5 separate regions of the Sus scrofa genome follow, and regions 1, 2, 4 and 5 are each linked to region 3. Evidence: chromatin contacts called from public HiChIP or PLAC-seq data. All regions are on one chromosome and are shown on one strand. The core of a region is the stretch at or near the end of the contact, and the rest is flanking DNA. Distances in the headings are between cores, read along the strand shown.

The links. HiChIP or PLAC-seq counts read pairs in DNA pulled down with a chosen protein or histone mark.
Region 1: an H3K27ac HiChIP or PLAC-seq map of alveolar macrophages shows a contact between it and region 3. The contact joins two enhancer-like sites. A contact is called at or near these places in 1 of 47 Hi-C or Micro-C datasets (embryonic fibroblasts) and 1 of 2 datasets of contacts at active chromatin or transcription factors (alveolar macrophages).
Region 2: a contact with region 3 is called in an H3K27ac HiChIP or PLAC-seq map of alveolar macrophages. The contact joins two enhancer-like sites. A contact is called at or near these places in 1 of 47 Hi-C or Micro-C datasets (epiblast stem cells) and 1 of 2 datasets of contacts at active chromatin or transcription factors (alveolar macrophages).
Region 4: a contact with region 3 is called in an H3K27ac HiChIP or PLAC-seq map of alveolar macrophages, with 6 times the contacts expected there. The contact joins two enhancer-like sites. A contact is called at or near these places in 1 of 47 Hi-C or Micro-C datasets (embryonic fibroblasts) and 1 of 2 datasets of contacts at active chromatin or transcription factors (alveolar macrophages).
Region 5: a contact with region 3 is called in an H3K27ac HiChIP or PLAC-seq map of alveolar macrophages. The contact joins two enhancer-like sites. A contact is called at or near these places in 2 of 47 Hi-C or Micro-C datasets (alveolar macrophages and embryonic fibroblasts) and 1 of 2 datasets of contacts at active chromatin or transcription factors (alveolar macrophages).

What each region holds. Positions count from the first base shown.
Region 1 is chr9:28,238,603-28,241,302 of Sscrofa11.1, forward strand. All of the region lies in intron 1 of MAML2 (mastermind-like protein 2), which reads right to left. Among named protein-coding and RNA genes, the nearest start is that of MAML2, 130 kb to the right of the region's middle. Within about 2 kb of position 1,444, at least 24 of the 83 cell types and tissues checked have an H3K27ac peak or open chromatin away from gene starts, as enhancers often do. A contact at or near this core is called in alveolar macrophages, where this site is marked.
Region 2 is chr9:28,300,289-28,302,988 of Sscrofa11.1, forward strand. All of the region lies in intron 1 of MAML2 (mastermind-like protein 2), which reads right to left. Among named protein-coding and RNA genes, the nearest start is that of MAML2, 71 kb to the right of the region's middle. Within about 2 kb of position 1,318, at least 6 of the 83 cell types and tissues checked have an H3K27ac peak or open chromatin away from gene starts, as enhancers often do. A contact at or near this core is called in alveolar macrophages, where this site is marked.
Region 3 is chr9:27,884,176-27,886,875 of Sscrofa11.1, forward strand. It overlaps MTMR2 (myotubularin-related protein 2), which reads right to left. Exons shown (of 16, transcript XM_003357252.4): 10 at 1,801-1,989. Among named protein-coding and RNA genes, the nearest start is that of FAM76B, 72 kb to the left of the region's middle. Within about 2 kb of position 1,411, at least 6 of the 83 cell types and tissues checked have an H3K27ac peak or open chromatin away from gene starts, as enhancers often do. A contact at or near this core is called in alveolar macrophages, where this site is marked.
Region 4 is chr9:28,343,093-28,345,792 of Sscrofa11.1, forward strand. All of the region lies in intron 1 of MAML2 (mastermind-like protein 2), which reads right to left. Among named protein-coding and RNA genes, the nearest start is that of MAML2, 29 kb to the right of the region's middle. Within about 2 kb of position 1,404, at least 12 of the 83 cell types and tissues checked have an H3K27ac peak or open chromatin away from gene starts, as enhancers often do. A contact at or near this core is called in alveolar macrophages, where this site is marked.
Region 5 is chr9:28,271,146-28,273,845 of Sscrofa11.1, forward strand. All of the region lies in intron 1 of MAML2 (mastermind-like protein 2), which reads right to left. Among named protein-coding and RNA genes, the nearest start is that of MAML2, 100 kb to the right of the region's middle. Within about 2 kb of position 1,401, at least 38 of the 83 cell types and tissues checked have an H3K27ac peak or open chromatin away from gene starts, as enhancers often do. A contact at or near this core is called in alveolar macrophages, where this site is marked.

The DNA of each region.
Region 1 (2,700 bases), core at 194-2,693, 350 kb after region 3:
AGGAACTCCTGGCTTCATTGTTTTGAAATTCTTTTGTCTCTTCTTTTCCTATGATTCATATATGCACTGCTTCCTCAAACCACATGTTACACTGACTTCATTCTGCCCATTTATTAGAACATCTTTACATTCAGATTCCTCATCTTTGGATCTAATAATCAGAAATTAGAGGGTCAGACTGGCTTAAGCATAATGATTACTTTTTTAAACAATTTAGGTAAATTAAAGTTAAACTTTAGAGAGATCTCAAACTTGTTGAAAACCATAAGGGTACAGAAATATTCTGAAATCTTAACTCTAAACTCTTGATATCTTGATGTGATACTAAAACCACCTGTGAAGCCTCTTTCTGTAATTTGTGTGTGGAGTGCAAAGTGAATTATTTAATAAATGATAATCAACCATCAAATATTTCACCATGGAAATAGAATGATAAACAATGCTCCCTGCGTCTTAATAACAGTCTTAAGTGCATTCAAATACTTCTTTATTGAATTCCTTGTAAGGCACTGTCCAATGTGACAGGGTCTTTGAGATTTTAAAAGAATATTATCATCCAATTTAAAGTTGTACTTGTGAAAGATAAACAAAAAGATATCATAACAAAGTTATGAATAAAGGCTATGAATGCACAGAAGATGGAATAAATAATTACTCACAAGAGGGATCTAAAAATACTTTGTCTTTCTTAAAGGCTAACTTGCTGAGATCTAAGAGGGAAATTGTAAGAAAAAGGGAAGATGAGAAGCATGGACAGGGCCTTTGAGGAAGAAATCACACATCTCTTGTATGACAAACACGTGGGAAAAAGTTGTAAGTTTATCATGCATGGAACCCAGTGGTTCATAGGGCACTTAGTGGAGAGAGTAGAAAGAGTTTGGAGTTCTAACCTGGAAGTGTGTATGTGTGTGTGTGTGAATGGAGGGGCAAACAAGTTCATTTTTGGACATAACATGTTCAATGTGCCTGTGGGACAAAGGCAGTGATGGCCAAGGTACATCTGGACCTGGAGGTTAAGAAAGAGATTCCATGTGAAAGATAATGGATTTCAGAGTCAGTATCAGATAGGTGGCAACACAGGCACACGTGCGCTGTGTGATCAGCCAAGAGAGCAAGCAGAATAAAAAGTCCAAGGGGAGATCCCCAGGGAACACTAACATTTAAGGATTTAGCCTTGGGAAGAGGCTCCAACAAGGAAGGGGCAATTAGAGCAGAAGGAGGCAAGAGGCAATTTGGAAGCCAAAGTTGTGGAGGAGACGTTTGAAGCAGAGATTGTCATCATCTTATCAGTCAGCAGCAGTGGGTGAGGCTTCCCTCTGAAGACTGGGCTGCTAACAAGGGGTTAATTCACTGTCGCTCACCACTCTTTCACAACCTCCCTGAGAAGTGCTAGCAGAAAGAAAATGGTCCCATGATAGAGATGGCAGAAGAGAGGAAGAGAGAAGGAACAAGAGGCTGAGATAACTCATGCATGAGTCATCAGCCCATAAACCAGAGAGAGTCAGCAATATGACCGTTCCTCCTGAAATAAAGAAGCAGAAAGGGCTCTCAGTTAAAAAGAAAGTCTTTCTCCGAGTTGAGATAGCATGGTAATTTAAGCAATGTGCACACTGCTTGCGGCAACTTGGTGAATATGTGTGGATGGATGCACTTGGGAAAGACTCTACTGACTGGGCCCTCAGTTGCCTTATGTTATAATCAGGGGTAGTAGTCTCTTTGCTCCTTGCAGGTATCCTATGTGGTAGGGATTATTTGGGGGTCATTTTACAGATTAGTTAAACAAAATACAGAGAGTGTAGGAAACAAGATACAGAGAGTGCCCAGACAGGTGATAAGTAGCAAAGCTAGATTTCAGATTTTGGGCTCTCTGCTCTGTCCACAAAGCTTATGCTTTGCTTCCAGCTGGGATCCCTAGAACTTTCAAAGTCAAAGTCATTAAATATGCTTCATTTTTCCCCGTTAAATGTAAGGCTATGAGGGAAGCTGGATAAGTGCGGTTACGTCCACAACAGGTAAAGCAATGGAGGATTTGCCTAAAGTATATGGAAGCCGGGTCTTCTAATTCTACACTATTTTATGGTCTTTCAAAGGCCAGTAAATGTATTACATTGACAGACATTAACTTTGAAACCAAAATTAACATCTTGGAAAGCAACTATTGTTACACTGAAAAGTGTATAAAATACCTTTTCTTTCTAGAAATTACAGCACCATGGAAATGAATCATACCAGAGTCTGTCTTAAGTAGAGATGGCAGTTTATGGATAGCCCCCTAAAAAGTAGCAGTTTTTCCTCCATCATCTTACTAGTTAATCTTCCTGGGAACAGGCTGATATTTACTCATCCCAAGAGAGTGTTGAATTGTCTGCACTCCAAAAGATACCAAGGATAAGGTTTTAAGTTCCCCACCATTAGTCATCACACGGAGAAAAGTGACAGAGCTCTTTACAGATGCAGTGCTTTTTCTTCGCCCTTAAAATGGCAGCTGAAACAAAATTCAATGGGTCTAAACTAGGAAAAGTCAGTAAAGAATGCTCTCCCTTCCTCAGTGATCCGTTCCCCGGGTAAGATGTGAAGCACTCTGTGGTCTCCAGACAACAGGATCAGATAGGCTAACAATGCATTTGAGAGCTTTGCGAAGAAATGCTAGACAAAATAGATCAGGTTAAAGTAGACACAGAGGCCCAGCAGCAAATTCTA
Region 2 (2,700 bases), core at 68-2,567, 420 kb after region 3:
AGTTAAATAAGTCCACACACTTATATGTTTATGTCTCTAAACCACCAATCAGGCAAAGAAGTGGCTTGAGAAGTAGCTACCAAAAAGAAGAGGGGGGAAAAAAAGGCTAATTCTCCATTTCCACAATTATTTCTCCCCTTCTCTTCCACATAAGCAGATGATATTGCTTCTCAGACAAAAAACCCAAAAAGCTTTTAATCCCTGTTCTGTGTAGTACAAGCCTCAATCTGTACAGCGCTGTGATAAATATTGTAAGATCCATTCATCCATCCAATTGATATCCATCTAATGTTTAGCTCATCCGTGGAAGGTACTATCTAAAGCAGAGTGCAGGCCTCCGCACACAAAACAGGGTCTATACTTTGTAAAAATTCACAGTTTGAGAGATAAGCAAGCTGAGTAGATATCTATGATTCAAGGCAATATGTTTTGAGTGTCACTTCAGGGCCACAAATCAGTGTAAAGAAACGAGGAATCACTCCTGGGGAACAGTGAGAGACAGCACTGCAGAGAACGCAGCATTTTGCCTGACTAGATACTATAGCAAAATCAAGACAGCTGTACCTAAACTAATTTTTATTTAGTTAGTTAGTTATTTTGGTCTTTTTAAGGCTGCTCCTGCGGCATATAGAGGTTCCTGGGCTAGGGGTCGAATAGGAGCTACAGCTGCCAGCCTACACCACAACCACAGCAACGCGGGATCTTTAACCTCCTGAGCAAGGCCAGGAATCGAACCTGTGTCCTCACGGATACTAGTGGGGTTCGTTAACCTCTGAGCCACAACGGGAACTCCCTAAACTAATTTAAATAGAACAAAAGGTATCTTAGCAGAATTAAATCTTGATGTGCTAACCTGGTATTGTGAAAAACATTATAATAATGTTAATATGGCCTGGCACATAACAGTGCTCCATAAATGCTAATATCCTTTTGTGGGTGTTTTTAAATTTTTTTAACCCTCAGGGAAGTAGTTCTCAAACTGGGGTCACCATTAGGATCATCAAGAGGGTTTGTTAAAAGAGCGCTAAACCCCATCCCCAGAGCCTCCAATTCAGACAGTCTGGGGTGGGGTCCAATACTCTGCATGTGTAAAGAATCCCCCATGATGCCACTGCTGCTGTTCTGGGGACCACACTTTGAGAAGCACTTAAGGAATAGCTGAGGGAATAGTTTAGGTGCTGTGTGAATCTGATTTTGCAATCATTTTTTCATTTCAGAGATCAGTTCCATAGGTCCCAGCTTTTAAACTGCACTTTTTTTCTTAAGGTCTTACTAAAGGAAAGGGGAACAAAAAGTAACACCACTTTATATAGACCTGACCTTTTGGTAAGCCTGCGCAGCAACTTCCCATGTGGAGTAAATTAATCTCTTTCATGCATGCTTTGTGCTCGGGAAAAAGTGAAACAGATTCTGTTCAACATTTACCAAATGCTTCTTCTGTTGCAGGTCCCTGTGCTAAAGCCCATCAGGACTCATCTCTGCCCTGAGGAGCTTACAGGGAGGGAGGTGGACAGCCCAGCAAAACAGTCACTAGAGTTCAACACGTTAAATGCTATAATGAGATATGTAAAACATTATGATGGATTGAGAGTTATGAGAGGGTGAAAGAGGAACAAACTCAAGCTGGCAAGCTGGGGAGGCAGTGGATGGAGAAGTCTTTCCTAATACAATGACCCATAGTTCTTTGAGCAGTGAATGTGAACAGGAGATTTTTAAACAGAAACTGGAAGGGCTTTCCAGGTGGAGGGAACAGCACAGCAACGTCAAGCACACGTTGCCTTCTAGGGCTGCCAACAGTTTTGTTCAGCAACATCACATCAGAAAGCCCTTTGTGTGCTTTGCTAATGAATTTGAATTTATGATAAACATAAGAATATTTTTGAAAAAACCACTCTGGCAGCTTCATATTGGAAGGGATTAGCCTGAAAGCAGGGCAATTGCTTGGGATATTTTTATTACAGTAAAAGTGAGAAAATGAGAGATCTGGAGAAGCTAACAATGCAGCAGTGAGGAGAATGGAGAAGAGAGGATGAGGTGAGATAGTAAGGCAGCAGACAATAGAGAAATTGGGTCATTTCTAGAAACTGAAAAGTGAGTGAGAGGGTGGAATCCATGAGAACTCTCATATTTCTGGCTGAGATGAAAGACTATCATTTACTGCTATGAAGAGTACAGGAGAAAGAACAGCTTCAAGGGGAAACTGTAGTTGAGGACATTGAAACTGACATGACCATGGGTCAACCAAGTAGACCTGGCCATTACACAGTTGAATATGTGGCCTTGGGCAAAGGAGGAAGGTTTTAAAACCCTAGGCTAATCCAAAGCCATCCCACAGAGGGCACAGAGGGAGCAGATCTATTACTAAGTTAATTATGGATGATATCTTCATTATAAGGAGAGAAGCAGCATCAGAAAAGTCTCCCCATTGCTGAGTGGTCACTTGCAGTGTTCAGTGCCTAAACTCACAGACCTTCTTAATAATGACCTTTTGTTCATTCCTGCATTCAGTACACCGAAAAAAGAAGGGAGATGTTGTGTGTCAAAGTCCTTTGCAAACTACAAAGCACTATGCAATATTTAAGGGAAGACACACAAAGAGAGGAGAAAGAAGAGGACAAATGACAAATTTCTCAGGGCTTAGCCAACATCTAAGTATTGAATCTAGTTCCTCCCTGGTTCTCAGTCAACCAGACATCCTCC
Region 3 (2,700 bases), core at 161-2,660:
ATAATCAGAAAAATGTTCCAATAATTGAAAGAAGTGAACATAAGTCTTTTTAAAAAAGAGATATTTCGGAGTTCTCATCGTGGCACAGTGGTTAACCAATCCGACTAGGAACCATGAGGTTGCGGGTTCGATCCCTGCCCTTGCTCAGTGGGTTAAGGATCCGGCGTTGCTGTGAGCTGCGGTTTGGGTCGCAGACGCGGCTCAGATCCCACGTTGCTATGGCTCTGGCGTAGGCCGGTGGCTACAGCTCCGATTAGACCCCTAGGCCTGGGAACCTCCATATGCGGCGGGAGCAGTCCTAGAAAAGGCAAAAAGACAATTAAAAAAAAAAAAAAATGAGGAATATAACATCTTGCCTTACTGCTTTTTCTGCTTTATACTCTTTCCTCCTCCTTTCATCCTCGAGAACATTCTAAGTTTCATACCTCCTAATTCATGGTATAAGTTTAGGGAAGAGAACAAGAAATTACTAGAAAAATATATGCTAGTCTCTAGGGTACCGGCTTCATATACACATTGGCTCATTTTTCCTTTAAGGGGAAATATACAGTTTGACAGAGAATGCCTGGAATTCACAATGTTCTCAAAAGCACTAAACAAGGACAGAAATAATTAGATTCATGCTCCATAATTTAATTAAAGGATGATCATCCCAGCATTGTTTATAACAGCAAAACAAAAAACAAAAACACAAATAACCTAAAGGTCCAGAAACAACTGGTGTTACTAGTTATCATACCATTAAAATGTTAGAGATGAGTATATACTGGCATTAAAAAAAACAGTGTCAATTTAAAAAAAGAAGTTGTAATCATTCTTCTGTTTCAAACATATGTGTGCATAGGTATGCACATAGGTCTGCAAGTATAACCAAGGGTTGACGGTATTTCTCTAAGATGTAGGATGTTGTATGATTTGGGTTTTTTGTGTTTTTTTGTTTTTGTTGTTTTGGTTTTTTTTTTTTTTTTTTGCTTATCTGTAAAATAACTTTTTTTTTTTTTTTTTTTTTTGGCCATACCCACAGCCTATGGAAGTTCCTGGCCCAGGGATCAAACCCAAGCCACAGCTACAACCTATGCCAAATTCTTTACCCACTGTGCAGGGCCAGGGATTGAACGCACGCTGCCCTGGATACAGTGCTAGATCCTTAACCCTCTGCATCATAGCGGGCACTTCATGCAAGATAATTTTGTAAAGCTAAATTGTATCTCTTCTCTTTCCTTCTCCAATGGTAGATCAGGAGTTTAAACTGATCAGAATTACAGACTGTCAACTGAATCAGAATTTCTATTTCCATAATGCCAATATTTACTCTATAGCAGCAATCAGGACCACTGCTCAACTGCAAGTCTTCAGTCTGAATAGCTTGTACAGGTGGAGGGCTGCCAGAAGAGGGCAGCACTGGTCACCAAGAACACCTCATGATTTCTACAACAGTGCCGTGCAGACTTCAGTCAGCCATAAGCTCACTGCCCAGTTTGGAGAAGGCAGAGAGAAACTCATAGGTGCTGAACACCTATTTCTACATACGTAAGCAGAGCTATGCACTATTTTTTATCAACTTACTTTTCCCCTAAAACAATTCTTGTTAGTTGTTTTGATGCTCATTAAATACGAAAATTAAAGTCTAAAAAGATTAACTGACTCAATCATACTATCAAACAGGAGAGCCAGGATGAGAATCTACATCTTTATTTCTGAAAAGCCTGAACTCTTTATGCTATAATGTGGCTCCTACCAAATTCAAGTTGATTCATGAAACTGTAACTATAATCTTAACTAGTTAAAAGATGATCTCACCTTATTGGCAACAGCATTAACACTTGGCCGGGCATCAAATATAAAGATTTTATGAGATTGGGCATTGGAGTCCATAATGGCTTGAAGGTATTTTTCATCTTCCTTGCTTCGCTTCCCACTCACTCCTACCATGGGCTGGCTACACCTAGTGATTGTGGCTTGACTTTCAGGATGAATCCATGATAAAACCTTAAAAAGAGGGGGGAAAATGGCAACACATTTAACATGTTTCTCTGTTAATAATTCTTCTTTAAAACATTACTCTATAAAACTCTGCTTTCTAACTAGATCCAAAGCCTAGGATATAAAAGGCTGCTATGAAAAATCATCACCTGGAGTTCCCATCATGGCGCAGCGGAAACGAATCTGACTAGGAACCATGAGGCTTCAAGTTTGATCCCTGGCCTCACTCAGTGGGTTATGGATCTGGTGTTGCCATGACCTGTGGTACTGGTCGCAGACATGGCTTGGATCCTGCACTGCTGTGGTGTAGGCCAGCAGCTACAGCTCCAATTAGACCCCTAGCCTGGGAACTTCCATATGCCGTGGGTGCAGCCCTAAAAAACAGACAAAAGACAAAAAAAAAAAAAAAAAAAAAAAAAAAAAAAAAAAAAGATCACCTTTCTTTCAAACCAACTCCGGCATGTGGAAAACTTAGTCTAATTCTTTAATTAGATACTGATTTATGAAAGTCATTAACTATTGGCACTGCTGTCTCTAGAAAAAAATACATTAAAGGAGACAATGTAAACTTCACTTTTAAGGTCTTAGTACTAGATCTGCAAAACTGCCCAACTATAAAATCTTCAGAGTCTGTGAATTTTTGTACCTAAAATTATTTGAGCTGATCTAAAAAGATCATAAATTCATCTTTCAATTCATCATACATTTGATTAACAT
Region 4 (2,700 bases), core at 154-2,653, 460 kb after region 3:
ACCTTGAACACAGGGAAAATATTTCAACTGTCCTCTCCCTTTTCCAAGATGCCTCCCAAATTCCTGCCTGGTGTCAAGCCCTGTTCCATTATTCTGTTTAGAAGATAATGTGGACTCACTGTGCACCCAGAGCAAACAGGAGGCACCAAATGGTCCACAGGGGAAGTTGCCATAGGAGGGGCAGGGGCAGGGGCAGGCAAGGCTCTATCCCAGCCTGCTAGAGTCCAGACTATAGGCCAGAGGACAAATGAAGTCAGCAATCTGAGCTGGAAGTGGCTGTCACAGCAGCCAGGAATTATGTTCTTAAAACACGCAAGACCAAAGATCTATTCTACTCAGAACAACAGGTACCAACTCCAAAGGTTCTACCAAGGTACACAGCAGGGGCTAGGACGCTTCTGAGATACATAGTGTAGGTTCACTAATCTAATTCCTGCAACTGGGCCATCTCCCTCAGTTCTAATGAAGATTCTAAAAAAGAGCTTCTTGACCACACAAATTCTGCTCCCAAGGGACAGCTGGTAATGTCTGATCATGGCCAGAGAATAGCACCATGTGTATAGAAGATGCTAAATAAATATTTATTGAAAGGATAAGGGACTAAATGGTACCCAGGAATGTTTTGTGGGAGAACATGACTGTCCTTGTTCTAAACCTCAAAGACTAGAAATGATATCCCCAAACACTCCCTAAATAACACATTCTGGTCACCTACAAAATATATTTACGTTTCATCTCATGTATCTTACAGTTCTATTTTCATTCGGCCTACTACCTCTTGGGATTATTAGATTAAGTATATATTATATTAAGTAATCTTATTATGTAACACAGAACTACCTTTTATTTATTCTAATACTAGCCTTTCTAAACTCTAAAATTTAAACCAGTTCTTGTGTCCTAGGATTGTGACTGGCTTCCAAGCTTGTATTTCTTTCATACAGCCTTTAAAGATTTTGTCTCTTTGGAATCACAGTGTTTTAGCGTTCTTGGTTTGTCCTCATACAGCATTTACTCACCGACGACAGGTCAGAATGACCCACTCTCCTCCTTCCTGGTACCCAGAAGGCCCGCCAGAGAAGGGAGCAATCTGGCACGTCCCCGGGGACATCTGATCCAAAGCCTCCTTATCACCTTCACTGGGCTGTTCTTCTTACCCTGAGTGTCAGCATGCACTTAGGGGCTGGCTGTGAGGAGGCTGTAGACACCCTGGTCCTGTGGATTCAAGCTTCAGTGTTATGTAACCCAACTTCAGAATTCCCAATGGTCAGATCAGCAGTTAGACTGAGCCATGAAGGTAGCCAAAAGCACCAGTACACTGTGATGCACCCATGGTCTATTACCCAGACCTAGCCTTGCTCTCACTTGGGCAATGGGCAGGCCTGTGACTTCTCTGAAAAAGAGAATGAGAGGATCTATGGTAACTTGAATTTCAGTTTGGGTGAGTGAGTCACTTATTGCACACTCCTGCACTTCCTCTCACGGAATATTCTAGAAGGATGACTTTGGGAAACAGAAACAGCTATTCCTGCTAATCCTTCTCATACCCTAGCAAGTCAGAGTACCTGTTCCCTCATTCAACAAGCAACCAAACACCAAGGAGGGTATGACAGATACACTGCTGAAGAAGACAGCAACATGGAGCTACTATTCCAAAGAGGAGGATGGGCCAAAATAGGGGAAAACAGTAAGTAAATTGTTAAAAGACAGGGCAAATTGTAATAAGCGTTGTAAAGAAAACAGAGAAGGGGCAAAAATACAGAATAACAGCAGAGAAACCTCTTCAAAAGGGAAGTTTAGTTAGACTATCATTTCAGTTGACATTCAAAAATTATGTGGGAGCCAACCAGGTGATGTGTTAGAAAAATCACATGACCACGGGCTCTATGGAAGGAAAAACCTTGACTCATTTGGAGAGATAAGTGCTCTACACATGCCTGGAGCATCACAAGCAAGGGCGAGGGCGACTGGTGAAATGCAGTAGGGAGCAGCCTGTGCAGGACTTACGAGCTTGGGTACAGAGTTCAATTTTTGTGTGTGTGTCTTTTTAGGGCCACATCCATGGCATACGGAGGTTCTCAGGCTAAGGTCAAATCAGAGCTATATCTGCCAGCCTATGCTACAGGCAGAGGAATGCCAGATCTGAGCCACGTCAGCAACCTACACCACAACTCACAGCAACACCGGATCCTGAACCCACTGAGTGAGGCCAGGGGTCAAACCTGCATCCTCACGGATGCTAGTCAGATTCGTTTCTGCTGATCCACGACCGGAACTCCTAAATTTTATTTTAAGTGCAGCAGGAGGCCACTAAAGAGTTTTAAGCAAGGATATGGTGAGCATAATCCTGTGTAGTAAGAAGGCAACTTGCACTGCTGTACTCAGCGTGGACTAAAAGGAAGATGGGTTAGTTGGCGGTTGCAGCTACTGAGAGTAGAGAGGGTACTGACCTGGGCCATGGTAGTGACCCAACAGGGGAGTCCTGAAGATAGAGTTGAGAACATGACCCAAAAGACAGAGGAGGTCAGAGTCAGATGACTCCTCTGCTGTTGGGGCTCCAAGTGCCCCCCTCCCCACCCAGTGGGCAGTCACATTTCAGGGTTAAGCGCTCAGCCTCTTGGCATTCGTTATCTTCCCAAGCCCTCTGGTTTTACTTGTCCTTCAGCTTCAGGCCTGCATTCCACAGATATTCCTGGGTGT
Region 5 (2,700 bases), core at 151-2,650, 390 kb after region 3:
GGACAGTCGTCGTTGTAAAGGTCAACATAAGAGCAAGATCCAAACCCTTCATTTCCTGCTGGGATCCCATAAACAACACCAGTACACAGAGCCAAACCAATGGGCACTTGGTTTGTTTCAGGTTAAGTTTGTGGAATTTTCTGAAGCTCTAGTTTGCTTTGTTTAATCATTTTAGAAATTATGTAGGTATCATGCTGGTTTAAAGTAGTTCATTAGGTCTATTTTTGGACATGTTTGGCTTCAGTTACAACATAGATATTTGGGTTTTGTTGTTCACTTCAGAGTGCAGCTCCTTCTGGCTTTTGGCTATGACTCCTTGGTTTATGGCCTTGCTATTGGTGCCCATATGAGTGTGATTGAGCAGAAAGCTGCAGCTCATCACCACCCTGGCCACAGAAACTTCTGTGCCCCGAAGGAGTTAGTTTGCTCTTTGTTTTGAGGAGGACTCAATAACAACGCAAGCACCAGACCAAGAGTTTTTAGGATGTATGCACTCCCCAACTTTCTATTGCTTGTTCTAAAATTATAAGACTTCACGAAGAAAAGTAGCTTACTTCATATTATATTTATGAAAAGGTATAAAAGTCTCAATGTTTTCAGTCTTCCTGAAGCTGTTTACTTGAGTACTCTGTGAAGAAAAAAAGATAGGAAAAAAAAGTTCTTAAAAATCTCCAGGGATTTTAAAAAAGCCCATTTACCCGTATTTTGCAACGGCCCTGGTTGTGAAATCATCAGGCTGAAAAATACTGGAGGAGCATTGAGGGTGGATTTTAGTGACAAGATTTCCTCAAGGCTGCAGACAAACCAAATTCATTAAAAGAAAGAAACAGAAGTGGTAGATTTCATCATAAAATGGGGAAAACATTTTCCAGCTGAATTATGGATACAGCACAGAACACAGTTGTTTCAGTTTTTAAAACCTCGGTTTCTACAGGCTGTAACAGAACATTTCAATTGGCTCACTTCATGAAAGCCATCTGCACCTGCTCACAAAACAGCTTAAAGAAAAAAATCTGCACGAAGGAGTTTAACTTATACGACAATAAGGAATAGCCTCTGGTACACACACACACAAAGGAGGAGCGGTATGAAGCAAGGGGTATCATAATTTTTTTAAACTACCAATAAATAATCATCTAAGATCAGCTTACAGCATTATTTCAGTTTTACCTGTGGCAGCTCCACTTGCCTGTTCTGGTTGTATGTTAAAAGTTAGGCGATTAAAATTCAATTATGTGGGGTTTTCTTTTATGTAGCCTAGGGTTGAATGAATTACTGGCAGGAAACTTTAGCTCATGAATTCAATCAAAAATCCTTTCATTTGTCAGAGCTGCTTCCTGCCCTTCTCCTTTAAACATCTGCTTCTCCAGTTCAGGGAGAAAACACACAAACACACACACACATATACACACACACACACTCCCTCCCTCCCTCCCTCTCCCTCTCTCTCTGTTAAAATAATAAGCAATCACCAAAACTTCCCTTGCAAAAGTTACAGATTCTCTCTTAAACACACACTTGCTCCCAGTAGAGTTTATTTAATATATCTTTAATAGCTTCCTTGTATTCCTCTCTTCCTTTCCGCTTTTAAATTCTGGAAAATCTCAAGCTGACAAAAGAAGACATTTTAAAAATGCGAACCTTCGCAGGGATAAACCCCAGCCAGCCTCCAGGCCAATGGGATGGAGGCAAAGCAGCCAGGAGGTGGGGGTGGTGGGGGGAAAGGGGCTGGCTGTCGGGAATTGCTTGCACTCCTTAAATGGCTGGCACTTCCTGCCAGAAAAGGCCAGCTCTGCACAAACAGAAATAGAGTGGAAAGAAAACAGGAGGTATTGCTCAAGTTCAAAACAATCTGCGCGTGTCCACACTACAAGCGGGACACCAGCCGCGCAGCTCTGGCCTTGCCAGAGCATCACCTGAGAAGCCCACATCCCTTTCTCAGCAGCCTTAGACTCATGTCTACCCCACGCCGCCAGGAAGGCAAACCCAGATGTTAAAATTAGGAGGAAAACTTAAAGTGCCTTCTGAACAGCCAGGCTTCTCTGAGCATGACCCAAATCCTTTAGGGGTCCCAGAGCCCTCCTTCTGCATGGATGGACTTCTCTTTGGGAAACTGACTTGGGGCAGATCTCAGTGCCTTATTCTTTCTCCTGAAAATCTTGTTCCTTCCTCTAGAGAAGTCTGAGTGAAGATTAGTTAAAACTTGGGGGCTGTACTGCCTAATGATCGAAACCCTATTAAAAGATCTTTTAAAATATTATCACTATTTTTGAGAATCTCAAATATAAATCCTAGAGGGAAAGACATCTGTTTTAAGAATCCTACCTAGAACTTACAAACATTTTAAACTGTACAAAATGATGATGCTTTAATAAGACATGGTACATAATACAACCAGCTGTTGTATCATGGAGAAGCATTAAGAATGTTTTCATATCTAAGTTATGCTCGTAATTCTAAAAGTAGATAAAGAAGCTTCCGGTTATTTTACCCTTCATATTCGTATGGATAGAAAAATTTGACCTACAATGATTAGAAATTACTGGCATCCCCAAAGCTACTACAATCAATACATTCATAATTCCTACATGTTGTAATGATTCACCCTTAAATTTTTTAAATAAATGGGTTATGCGGCTAAAGCCATTTATTGTTATGTTAATAGCAGTAATAACAAGAGCTAATATTTCTGAGCACTCG